2 separate regions of the Mus musculus genome follow, and region 2 is linked to region 1. Evidence: chromatin contacts called from public Hi-C data. All regions are on one chromosome and are shown on one strand. Each heading gives the region's core, a stretch centred on a gene start, on an enhancer-like site or on the middle of the called end of the contact. The rest is flanking DNA. Distances are from core to core; before and after follow the strand shown. Region 1 has its middle 7.6 kb from the start of Dok2. Region 2 has its middle 36 kb from the start of Gm34757.

Region 1 (5,527 bases), core at 2,234-4,733:
AATTTAGGCCCAGTCATGGTCCACATGGTAATTCCAGGACAGGTCTGTGCTTGCTGACTCTTCCTAAGAAGGCTGAGGTCAAGGGATGCTGATTCATGGGATAACCAAAAGGAAACCTGGGGGAATGACTGAATTGATAAGTTAAAAAAAAAAATAAACTGGGCTTTTGATCTCTAAGAGTTGAGCTATCCAGATAATTTTTAGAATAACAAAAGAGAACTGCTTAGAGAAGAAGAACATAGAGCATTTAGAAAGCTGTCTCGAGCAGAACTTAGGCTGCCAGCTTGGACCCACAGTTTGACTTCAAGTCATTCGTTTTGCAGGTCTCCAACACCCTTCTCTCTATCTCAAACATTCCTTCTCCAAGAACCCCTCTCCAAGCTGAGGCTGAGGAGTCCTCAGCACTCCCCCTCCTAGTGTGGAAAGGAAAGGCTGCAGGCAAAGCATTTCTGACCTCTCCTTGACCTCTCTTCCTCCTTTCTTCATTCTTTAGAACCATGTGTCCAGGCAAATCCTTCCACCTCTACCAAGCCCAAGTCTTCTCTGCAAAGACTGTGGGGAAGCTGCTTGCCTATGACCCAGTGACCCTATTACTAAGATAAGCATAATTTGACTGCTGGTTTGAGAGCCAAATGAGACTGTGGTAGACACCGGAGCTCAGCATGTGCCAAGCACTGTCCTGGGAGCTATGCTTTCATTCATCCCTTTTATCTTTGCCACAAACTTCAAAGAGGAGAAGTGTTACCATCTCCTTTTCCCCCAGCAAAAACTGATGCAGGTGCCAAAAACACAGCTGCCTTTGAGCAGAGGTAGAACTTGAACCCAGGGAGTCAAGCTGCAGCCTGTGTGCCCAGCCCACAACATTAAGCTGTCCCAAGCATGCTTGCTACAAAGATGGAAGTGTTGTGAACACTGCATACCACTGCCTTCACTCTACCATCCCTATCCACAGCCTGGAGATTGATGGACTCTGCTCTGTGCCGGGCAGTAGAGGACCAAAGCCAAGCAATGATGTACAGCCTCCTGCCAGGGGGAAGCCAGCCTAGCACCTAATTGGATCAGACCCCCCTCCCAGGATTCCTCTACCTCCTCCTCTCAGCTCGCTATCTCTCCAGCCCTGCCCTGCCTGAGGTTCTGCAGCTGCCCCAGTTGATTTTATAAATGGCCCTTGCAAGAGGTGGGCACCTTGGCTAATTGAATCAACGCCCAGAAGGCAAGAGGCAGGAGGCTGGTTAACATCAAGGCCGAAAAGTGGTGGCAGCAGCAGCCTGAGGAGAGTCCCCAGGGAGGGCTGAGTGAGCCAGAGAGGCTCAAACAATCAGATGCTGAAACCTTTCCAGATGCTGAAAGTCCAGGTGGAACCTCCTGGGGGGGGGGGGGGGGGGGGCTGGCATCCCCTTCTCTAAGCGTGGGGCAGGTTTACTCAGATTAGCTCACACACACACACACACACACACACACACACACACGCACGCACGCACGCACACGCGCACATGCACGTGCACACAGTTTATACACTCTGAAGAAAGTAGGAATAAAGAGAAATGGGAGAGTCAGAAAAGAATGGGAATGACACAGCATTCAGCAGTAGTGAATTTGGGTACATGCCTCCAAGCTGGGGACCTGAACCCTGAACTCCTATCTGCCCTGATGCCAATGCATGGCTGTGGCACACAATGACATCTCAGTCAATGACAAGCTGTATATAAAGTCTGTAAGATTAAAGCAGATGAAAAAAAAATACCTCCTGCCTGGCATGTTTATGGACCCTCTTCTATCTTGGATGTTTATATATACACAAATACCATTATGTTACCAATACATCCAGTATTTCACATATAACATAGCTCTACATGTTTGTATCCTAGGTGAAACAGGCTATGCCACACATCTATAATATATACATATTACAGATATATTGTGATTATATAGAACATATATAAATTATATATTACATGCATATATGTGTTATATTTATATAGCAAATAGTATAAATTATATTTACACACAGACATATATACAAACATACCATGTACCTTAGGTACGCAGTTATATATCACATAGGTATAAAAATTCAGTGGTGCAAGATAACCTACAGAATCAACTAGCCTGGGCCCCTAAGGGCCCACAGAGACTGAACCACTCTCCAGGGAGCCTGCATGGGACTGACCTAGGCCCTCTGCACATATGTTACACTAGTGCAGCTTGGTCTTCAAGTGGGACCCCTAACAGCCGGAGCAAGGGCTGTTTCTGACTCTGTGGCCTGCCTTTGGGACCCTTCCCTCCTACGGGGCTACCTTGTCTAGCCTCAATAGAGGAGGATGTGCCCAGTCTTACTGCAACTTGATATGCCAGGGTTGGTTGATGGGAGCCCCCCCCCCCCTTCTGAAAAGACAGAAGACAAGTAAATGGAGATTGGCAGGAAGGACTGGGAGGAGGGGAAGGAAGGGAAACTGTGGTCAGGATGTAAAGTGAAGAAATAATTAATAAGCCGGGCGTGGTGGCACACCTTTAATCTCAGCACTCGGGAGGCAGAGGCAGGTGGATTTCTGAGTTTGAGGCCAGTCTGGTCTACAGAGTGAGTTCCAGGACAGCCAGGGCTACACAGAGAAACCCTGTCTTGTAAAACCAAAAGAAGAGGAAGAGGAAGGAGGAGGAGGGAGGAGGGAGGAGGAGGGAGGAGGGAGGAAGGAGGAAGAAGAAGAAGAAGAAGAAGAAGAAGAAGAAGAAGAAGAAGAAGAAGAAGAAGAAGAAGAAGAAGAAGAGAAAAAGAAAAGAAATAATTAATAAAAGAATATTCAGTGGTGACAATGTGTAGTGACAAATTTCTCAGAACATGTCCATTCATTAGACAACCTATGACCTCAATTAAAAGATTAAGCCAGTCTATAATAGTCCTAGATACACCTAAGTTTCTCATAGTATCAACAGGTACTAAGCAGCTTGCCTAGAGCCAGAGACCCATTCTGGGTGGCAAGGTCTTTGTAAATCCTTTGCTCGGGCCCACAATGGCAGGTCTGTTTCCTTCCTTGCCTGTGCACTTTCCCCTGGCCGCCTGGGTGGCTCAGCGGCTCTTGAAGGAGGCCTTGCCTCAGTGTGTCTGTCTGTGGTGCTCTCAAGCGCTTCTCTCCCTGACCCATCAGTGACCGCCTCTGCTGCTCCCCACTGCTTGCTCCTTTGAGTTGGGGCTAGGGGCTGGGGAACCTTCCGGAATCCCAGCTTCTGAGAGAGAGGGACATACAAGTGGCAGTTGCTCTGTAGTATTACTGGATGAATGATGCACACACATCGCGGTGACACAGACACAGCTAAAGCTAGCTAAGAGGCATTCAGAGCTCCCTGCAGAATGGGGCACACCCACTGGCTCATTTCCTCCGAGGACACTAAAAACCTAGTCAGCATTTCCCCAACAGCCTTCTAAGGACTTTCATTGCCACTCCCAGCTTCCCCAAATGCTCTACTTCCGCAGCTACCAACCCCTCACCCCACTTTTCCCCAATCAAGCTGTCCACCACGTCCCCTGGTGAGATCACGTGATCTCAGAGTAGAGCAACCAGAAAGTTCTGTCTCTTGAAGGTGAAGGGCGCAAAGAGATAGGGATCGGCTCAGGATCCCATATTTTGAAAGCGTGTTCACATTTCCGGAGGGGAATCCCAAGGTTCGGAAGACTCCCGAAGCTGCCCCTCACCACCAGATCCTTCAGGTAGAGAAATTCGTCCCTCAGGACCAGGCACCCACCGCGCCTCGCAAGCTTAGTCCCTAGTTGCAGTTTCCACAGGCTGGCACTGCCCCCTGCTGGGCACATTCGGGATGAGTGCGTCAAGTGCCAAGTGAGGAATCAATAATGTGGCCTTCTTTGCTTTGAGACACAAAGCGTCTACCTGACTCCTGCCCCAATGCTCTTCCCCCATGTCCTGAGGAGCCTGGGCTCCTTGGAGAATTGGACCCGCAGATTGAATGCAAACCTTGGCACAGACAAAAGTGGCAGAGAACCTCTTACCTGCTCCAGCTTACGTACTCCGTTAATAACTGTCAAAAGCTACCATAAGACAAAACCTAGGAGGCCACACACCCGGGGTCTTGAAGGCATGGATCTGTGTGTCTGTTGCTCATTACTCTCCTGGATGCTAGAACCTTGTCTTGCACTAGAACCTCACTGTGACTGGACAGAATGCAGCCGCCGTCTTTCTGTTTGGTTGGTTGGTTGCTTGCTTGCTTTTTTGCTTCTTTGGTTTTTTAGTTTTTCGAGACAGGGTTTATGTATGCAGCCTTGACTGCCCTGGAACTCTGCTCTGTAGAACAGGCTGGTCTTGAACTGAGAGATATGCCTGTCTCCGGAGTACTGGGATTAAAGACTCACCCCCTGGCTACTGTAGCCATCGTAATTAACCTCAGCATGTGAGGATCCAAGCTCACTACCTGAAACTTAAGTGTCGCCTTGGAAACCTCTCTTCTTCGTCACCCAAGCTGCACAGGAGCTAACTCTGTAGCAGCTTTTGAATCCCAGGAACCCTTTCAGTGGCATCTCTACGCTATACCTCTCACCCCCAAGTCCAGCTTCCCAGAGCTGCTGTCCCTAAAGATTTATTCCTGTGGCATTCCTTACCCAAGAGCCTCAAACCTCCCTTCCTTCTCCCACTAACAATGAGCTTCCCACAACATACTCCGAATCTGCTGCTGCCGACACTACCCCTCCACCTACAGCAGGTTTCTGTGTTGCTAAGACCTCCCAATGTTCATGTCGTCCTAAGCCAAAGAGGCATGGGGCACACCTGACCTACCAAGAGATTGGAGGCCATTGCCAATGCCCCGATGCCGGCGCTGAGGAAAAGGAGCCCATCCATAGAGATCAGCTGATCAAAGTTCAGTGTTCAAAATGTGGTTTCTACTGGATGGATGTTTCCTGCTATCACTAAGTCAACATTCCAACTAAACAGTGATGGAGCAGCTCGCTCTGGGTCCAATTCCTTCCTGACTCCTTCTGTAGCTTTAGTATTGTTCCTTCCAAGATATCCTCTCTCTCTCTCTCTCTCTCTCTCTTTCTCTCTCTCTCCCTCTCCCTCTCCCTCTCCCTCTCCCTCTCCCTCTCCCTCTCTCCCCCCAGACCCCTTAAGTACCATCAAAGCCCTTCCCACCCTGAAAGGCCCACCTCAAACACCACCCTTTGCTATGAAGTCTTTCTTGGACATTAACTGCTTCTGAAGCACCTGGCCTTGGGCTGCCTATGTGGCACTTAACATTCCCTTCTCAAGGACAGCCATCTGTGCCTTGTCTCTCTCAGCTTTACACATATATGTAAGGAGGGGTGGGGTGGGAATCATGTCCTAGGAAAGGCTGGCCAGGACCACACAACCGGTAAGTCTTATTTCTAGTGCATAAAAGATACAATAAGTCACTCATTTCTTGGGACCCATGAGATGGTTCAGCAGGGAAAGATCGCCAAGACTGATGGGCTGAGCTCCATCCTGGAACCCATGGAGGATGGAGAGAACTGATTCCTGCAAGTTGTCCTGCATCCTCCATGTGG
Region 2 (5,527 bases), core at 1,048-3,547, 420 kb before region 1:
TTGATAGATAATAATCCAGGGCATTTCTCATTTTCAGAACATCCTGTGGGTACCAGCTAATTAATCCTAGCATGTCTCTGGGGATGGAGGACGTACTTTAGACATACCCCTTTGATTGCCTTTGTTCCTGAAGTTTTAAGGAAGCCAAGGATCAAGAAAATAGGTGGCTGAGAAGTCTCATTGTTGCTCTCTCAGAGGACCTGGGTTCAATTCCCAGGATGCACAAAATGGCCCACAATCATCTGTAGCCTAGATCTAAGGGACCCAATGGCACCTTCTATTGAGGTTCAGGTTCCTCATGTGGTGCACATACATACATGTAGGCAAAACACTCATACTAGTAAAATAAATATTTTTAACGACAACTGATAGCAGTCTGAAGACACATGGAAGCACCTGAATCCTAGGCCTAACCTTGTCACCTTCTCAAGTTTCTTCTCACTTTCTCTCTGCTTCCTTCTAGGGGAGTTTTCAAATAAATGCCATTGGAAAGGAGCTCCAGCCAGGCAGTTTGCTCACACCTGCAAATCCCAGTCCTCAGGGGTTCAAAGCAAAGGCCTTGTTGAGAATTTAAGAGTAGCCTGGGCTAGCTAATGAGTTCCAGACCAACCTGGACAAGAGAGTGAGACAATGTCTCAACACACAGAGAGTAGAGATCTGGGCTTCCCCATAAGATTCATGAAATCATCTAGAGTTTTCACTTATGGTACAAAGAACCCTTCTACCACCACCGCAATCCCGCTCCTGCAAATGGTGTGGACAAAGGAATAGAGTCTCACTCGTTCCTTAGTTCACACCTCATAGAGCAGGAGTGATAGAGGCCATGACTTAGAAGCACCATGATTTTACTTCCCTGATGGCCCAGCATGGCGTGATATGATGGTTTGTCTTAGTTGTCCACTTAACTGGCTGCAGAGATGCTTAGGACTGATGAGACACACCTGTGGGTCGCAAGGGTGTTTCCAGAGAGGACTGGTGTTGGGGGCACTGATTGGAGGGAAATAGTCCCCTGAATGGAAACAGTATCTTTTACCAGGCAAATTTCCTAACCGGAAGACAAGAGATCAGAGAGTTGATGTGAGCCTTCAGGGTGCCATTTTGTCCTGATTGAACATATCTGCTGCTGCCAACATCAGACTGCAACCTCTAGGTCCTTCAATTTGGGCCTAATGTCAGCGACTGTCCAGGGCATTTTTCAGATATTCTGTGCTACGTTTGTATGCTGAAACATCTAACTTCCTAGAAGAGGAACTGGACTTCCACCTCTTTAACAAGGTAGAGATGGTCAAAGTTGGATTAACTAGCCTCTTTCATGTAAGTCAAACCCCTGGGGGAATAACTTCTTAGAATGCATATATATATATACATTTTATAGGTTCTGTTTCTGTAGAGAACCCAGCCTAACTTAGGTAGCTACATTCACATGTTGTTTGGGATGCTGGTTGTTGGTTCCCCGGGCATTGTTCATATCATTCACGAGTCCCATTGGAGAGCTGATTGAGCAGAGATGGTCACCAGAAATGTGTCCTGCATAAGCTCAGGTTATGTACCCATGTCTCATTTCACCCCTTGAAATCTGATAGCTCCAATATACTCAGTGAGATTTAAGATCTTTCTCCCCAAATCCCCTAACAGCATTCTTAGCAGAAACAATCAGCTTCTAAGTGAGTTAAAAGGAAGCTGTTTTTTCCCAAAGGGTAGCCTTTCAAGTGCCTGGGCAGCAAGCTTAGTCCTCTCATGACCTGGAGTAATCTTATCATTGCCAAGCCCCTGAAGGATAGAAGGGAATTCCTGGTGGGGAGCAGCCAGGAGAAGCAGGTGAAGAGAGATAGTTCAAAGACAGATGAAAATGTATTGCTGGGCAACACTGGGCGGGAGGAGTATTTTTACAGTGTCAAGACTCACGCCACACCTGCTTTCCAACATGATTTAAGACTGTTACTGTAATAGGCACATATCCAATAAAGCCATTAAAACAGAAACAAGGAGTGTAAGTGTCTGCAGAGGGTGACATTGAAGAAGCCATGATTCCTATTATCCCAAGAGCTCAAGTGGGAACAGTGGGTTTAGAGAAAGTGTGGGGAGATTCATTGATCAACGGGACAACTAACTCAATTATTCAGGGACTAACGATCCAATTTGTGTTTAATCTGAGCCTCTGGCATCACTTCGCTCTCTTTCTCTCTCTCCTCTGCTGCCTAACTAGGAATAATTTTTACTGCCCAGCACGTAGCCATCCAAACATAGCCATGAAAGGGATGGACTCAGCGGCTCAAGCAGCTGAAGACAAGTTTATCTATCACCCAGGATGACTTTCTGCCAAGTCCAAGAACTCTTCACAGAGCTGCTAGGGCAGTGTTGTCTGACATCAGCTTGGACACTCGTGAGACAGGATGTGTACCACCTGATGGGGCATTCTTTAAACAGTTTAGATCATTAGAAACTTCTTTGTCATATAAGAACAAAAACCTACCGATTTTGTGAAATCAAGCAGTGAGCCCAACCTTGGTTCAACTTCAAAATTACTTGAGAAGCTCTGGAAAAAGAGATTCTTGCAAAAGTATAAATTAATGTCCCACTGGAAAAAAAAAGAAAAGAAAGTTTGGATAATTTAGCAAAAATGGGCATTTGCAGAGCTAAGATTAGACACTCAGGTGGACCAGAGGACACATTTTAAAACATTCTCAAAAATAGCCTTCTCAGCCACGCCAAGCTGCAAACCACCAAAATATCTGTCAACTAGAATACCTGGAGCTGGATGATGTATTTTAAAGACAGGTTTATTTGTTTCATAATTCTATTGGCTGGGAAATCTAAACATTATGGTGCCTATCATGGCTGGATCATAATGTGATGGAGAAGTAGAAAGGGAGATGGTCACATATATAATGGATTGAACACATGCATGACCTCATCTTATACAAATAGATTTCAAGAGATCCACCCTGCCCCATAACTATATTAATCCTTTCATAAGGTCATGGCATCCCTAGGATCTAGTAAACTTCCCTAGGCTCTGCTTCTCAAAGGCTCCACCATGTCTCAGTTCCATTAGGATGACTCTGTGTGAGGTGCTAAAACTTGTAGGAGGGGAGGGCCTAGCAGAAGTAAGCTGTGTCAATGGGGCCACACCCTTCAGGGGAATGATGTAATCTCTATTATTATAGACTCTCCATCCTATCCTCTTCCATTCTTCTGACCACCTGTGGTGAGAAGCTCTGCATCGCCACGTGCTTCCTCTGTGATGTCCCGTCTTGACACAACTGGGCCAAGAGATGTCAGCCGGAAGGCTCCAGACTCATGAGCCAAAACATACATTTCCAATTTTAAGTTGATTTCTCTTAGGTTACTTTGTCCCAGCAATGAAGAGATGGCACAATTTCTATCAGGTTTGAAAAACTGGTAAAAATGAAACCAAACATTTGGAGAGGATAGAAAGTGCGGGTTGGGGATATTGCTTACCTGATGCAGCTGCTGGTTGGAGGGGAAGCAGAACCACTGGCTCCATTCCTGAATGGCTCAGGTGTTTGCTCTGTGATAAATCGCTGAGCGCTGAGCTGTCCTTTCCATCTGGGGCACAGAGCTGCGTGTGCTTTATTCTTCACAGTTTAAAATGGATTTAAATTACACGTTGTTTTGTGGGTTTTCTGCAAATCTGAAGCTACTACATGTTTACTTCTTTAAAAAAAAAAAAGAGTAAGGTACAGATTTATTGAAGCAGCGTTTCTAAGACTGGGTCCCGGAGATCCATTCCTGATTTCTAATGTTCAGGGGTGATTTTGTTGTATGTCTTTGTGGGAGGGCCATGGGGAAATTCTTCACCAAGGCTGACCGTGCTCAGAGTATTCACCTATGCCTAAAGAAAGAACTCCAACCTACAGTCCTAAATACCACGCGTGTTCTGCCTGGACTCAATCCAAGAGATAAGGGCTCTCTTAATGCTGCTGTTTCTGAGTCCAGTCTATTTGCTTTTTCTGGCCCTAGTGAGCATCCTTCTGGACAACTCACAGAAAGCAAGCCCTGAGTTTCATTGTTCATGATAGCTACAGGATGGTGGAAAAGAGAACACCCTTAGAGGTACTGAGGAGTATGTTGAAACGTCCTGGCTGAAGTGAGCATCAAGAATGTCATCGGTTGCCGGGCTGTGGTGGTGCACGCCTTTAATCCCAGCACTCGGGAGGCAGAGGCAGGCAGATTTCTGAGTTCAAGGCCAGCCTGGTCTACAAAGTGAGTTCCAGAACAGCCAGGGCTATACAGAGAAACCCTGTCTCAAAAAACCAAACCAAACCAAAACAAAACAAAAACGAAAACAAAAACAAAAATAAAAAACAAAAAAGAATGTCATCTGTCCTCACTTCTCAGCATCTCAGTCAACTGCAAATGCTGTATGACAAGAGTACAACCTTACCCATGGAGTAGACAGGCATGTAGTTGGGCTCACTCTTCTGCTCAATTCTCTCTGTAGTGGCTTGAATAAAAAGTGACCCTCTTAGGCTCATGAACTTGTTCACTAGGTTCCCAGCTGATGGTACTGTCTGGAGATTTATGGAACTTTTAGTGGGCACAGCTTTGTTGGAGGAAGTACATGATTAGAGGTAGGCTTTGAGAGTTTATGGCATCACATTGCTTCTAGTTTGCTGTGATCAAAGTGTGATCCCAGCATCCTGCCCTTACCACCATGCTGATTGCTGCTATTTGCCCCCACCCCCACCCCTCCCTTCTATGATGGTCTCTTATCCATCTGAAACCACAAGCCAAAATACACATTTTTGTCTGTTGCTTTTGCTATCTTATCACAGCAACAGGGACATAACAAATACTTTCTCCACCCTAGAATAAAGTTCCCTTTTCTGTTTGGTGAGCTGCTTACCCCCAAACCCTTCCACATGTGAGCTTTGCGCACACATGAACCATAGTTACAGCAAAGCCACAAGCAAGCTCTGAAGATTCCTCTTCCCCTACTTTTCTCTTGAGAACTCCAGGTTTCAGGGATGGGACAAGATTGGTCTGGGGGCAATGTTTATCAACCAAGAAAGAGGAAGGATTTGACCAGAAATAAAGATGATGGGTTTACACCACAAGCCTAGCCAAACAGAGGATGCATCCCAGGAATAAATCAGCAGAAGTAAGGAACTGTCGCCTGTAAACAATAATTTAGCTCATGATCCCTCTGCTCCAAAGGCTCCATTTCCTCAGGACTGTTACATTGCTGAGTGCCCAGTCTGCAGAGTCAGATATGACATCTTGATAGGTCGAGTAGATTTTCTTATACCCATTTTGAGGAAGAAACTGAGGACTACAGAAGCCCTAAGGTTCTGTTTTTGGCTATAATGCCAGCTGCTCCAGTGTTCTCTGCCAACAATCTCATCCTTAGATCAAGAAAACAAAATATAAGATTCCCTAAAGACATAGGGTGAAGTAGGCAGATACTTGCTGCCTGCGTACAGGAAGAAACTTGATAACATGAAGGAGTCCGACCTTCATCTGTCACAGTGGCCTACATGCCTGGCTTCCAAACACCACAGCT

The links. A called contact is a pair of places that touch in the nucleus more often than the background predicts.
Region 2: a contact with region 1 is called in a Hi-C map of the N1E-115 cell line, with 10 times the contacts expected there. The contact joins two enhancer-like sites. A contact is called at or near these places in 1 of 15 datasets of contacts at CTCF or cohesin (pro-B cells), 3 of 484 Hi-C or Micro-C datasets (LSK cells, the N1E-115 cell line and cortical neurons), 1 of 115 datasets of contacts at active chromatin or transcription factors (bone marrow-derived macrophages) and 3 of 9 other capture datasets (adipose tissue, embryonic stem cells and macrophages).

Annotation. Positions count from the first base shown.
Region 1 is chr14:70,779,212-70,784,738 of GRCm38.p6, reverse strand. No RefSeq gene overlaps it. Among named protein-coding and RNA genes, the nearest start is that of Dok2, 7.6 kb to the right of the region's middle. Within about 2 kb of position 3,483, at least 125 of the 459 cell types and tissues checked have an H3K27ac peak or open chromatin away from gene starts, as enhancers often do. A contact at or near this core is called in the N1E-115 cell line, where this site is marked.
Region 2 is chr14:71,200,386-71,205,912 of GRCm38.p6, reverse strand. No RefSeq gene overlaps it. Among named protein-coding and RNA genes, the nearest start is that of Gm34757, 36 kb to the right of the region's middle. Within about 2 kb of position 2,297, at least 6 of the 459 cell types and tissues checked have an H3K27ac peak or open chromatin away from gene starts, as enhancers often do. A contact at or near this core is called in the N1E-115 cell line, where this site is marked.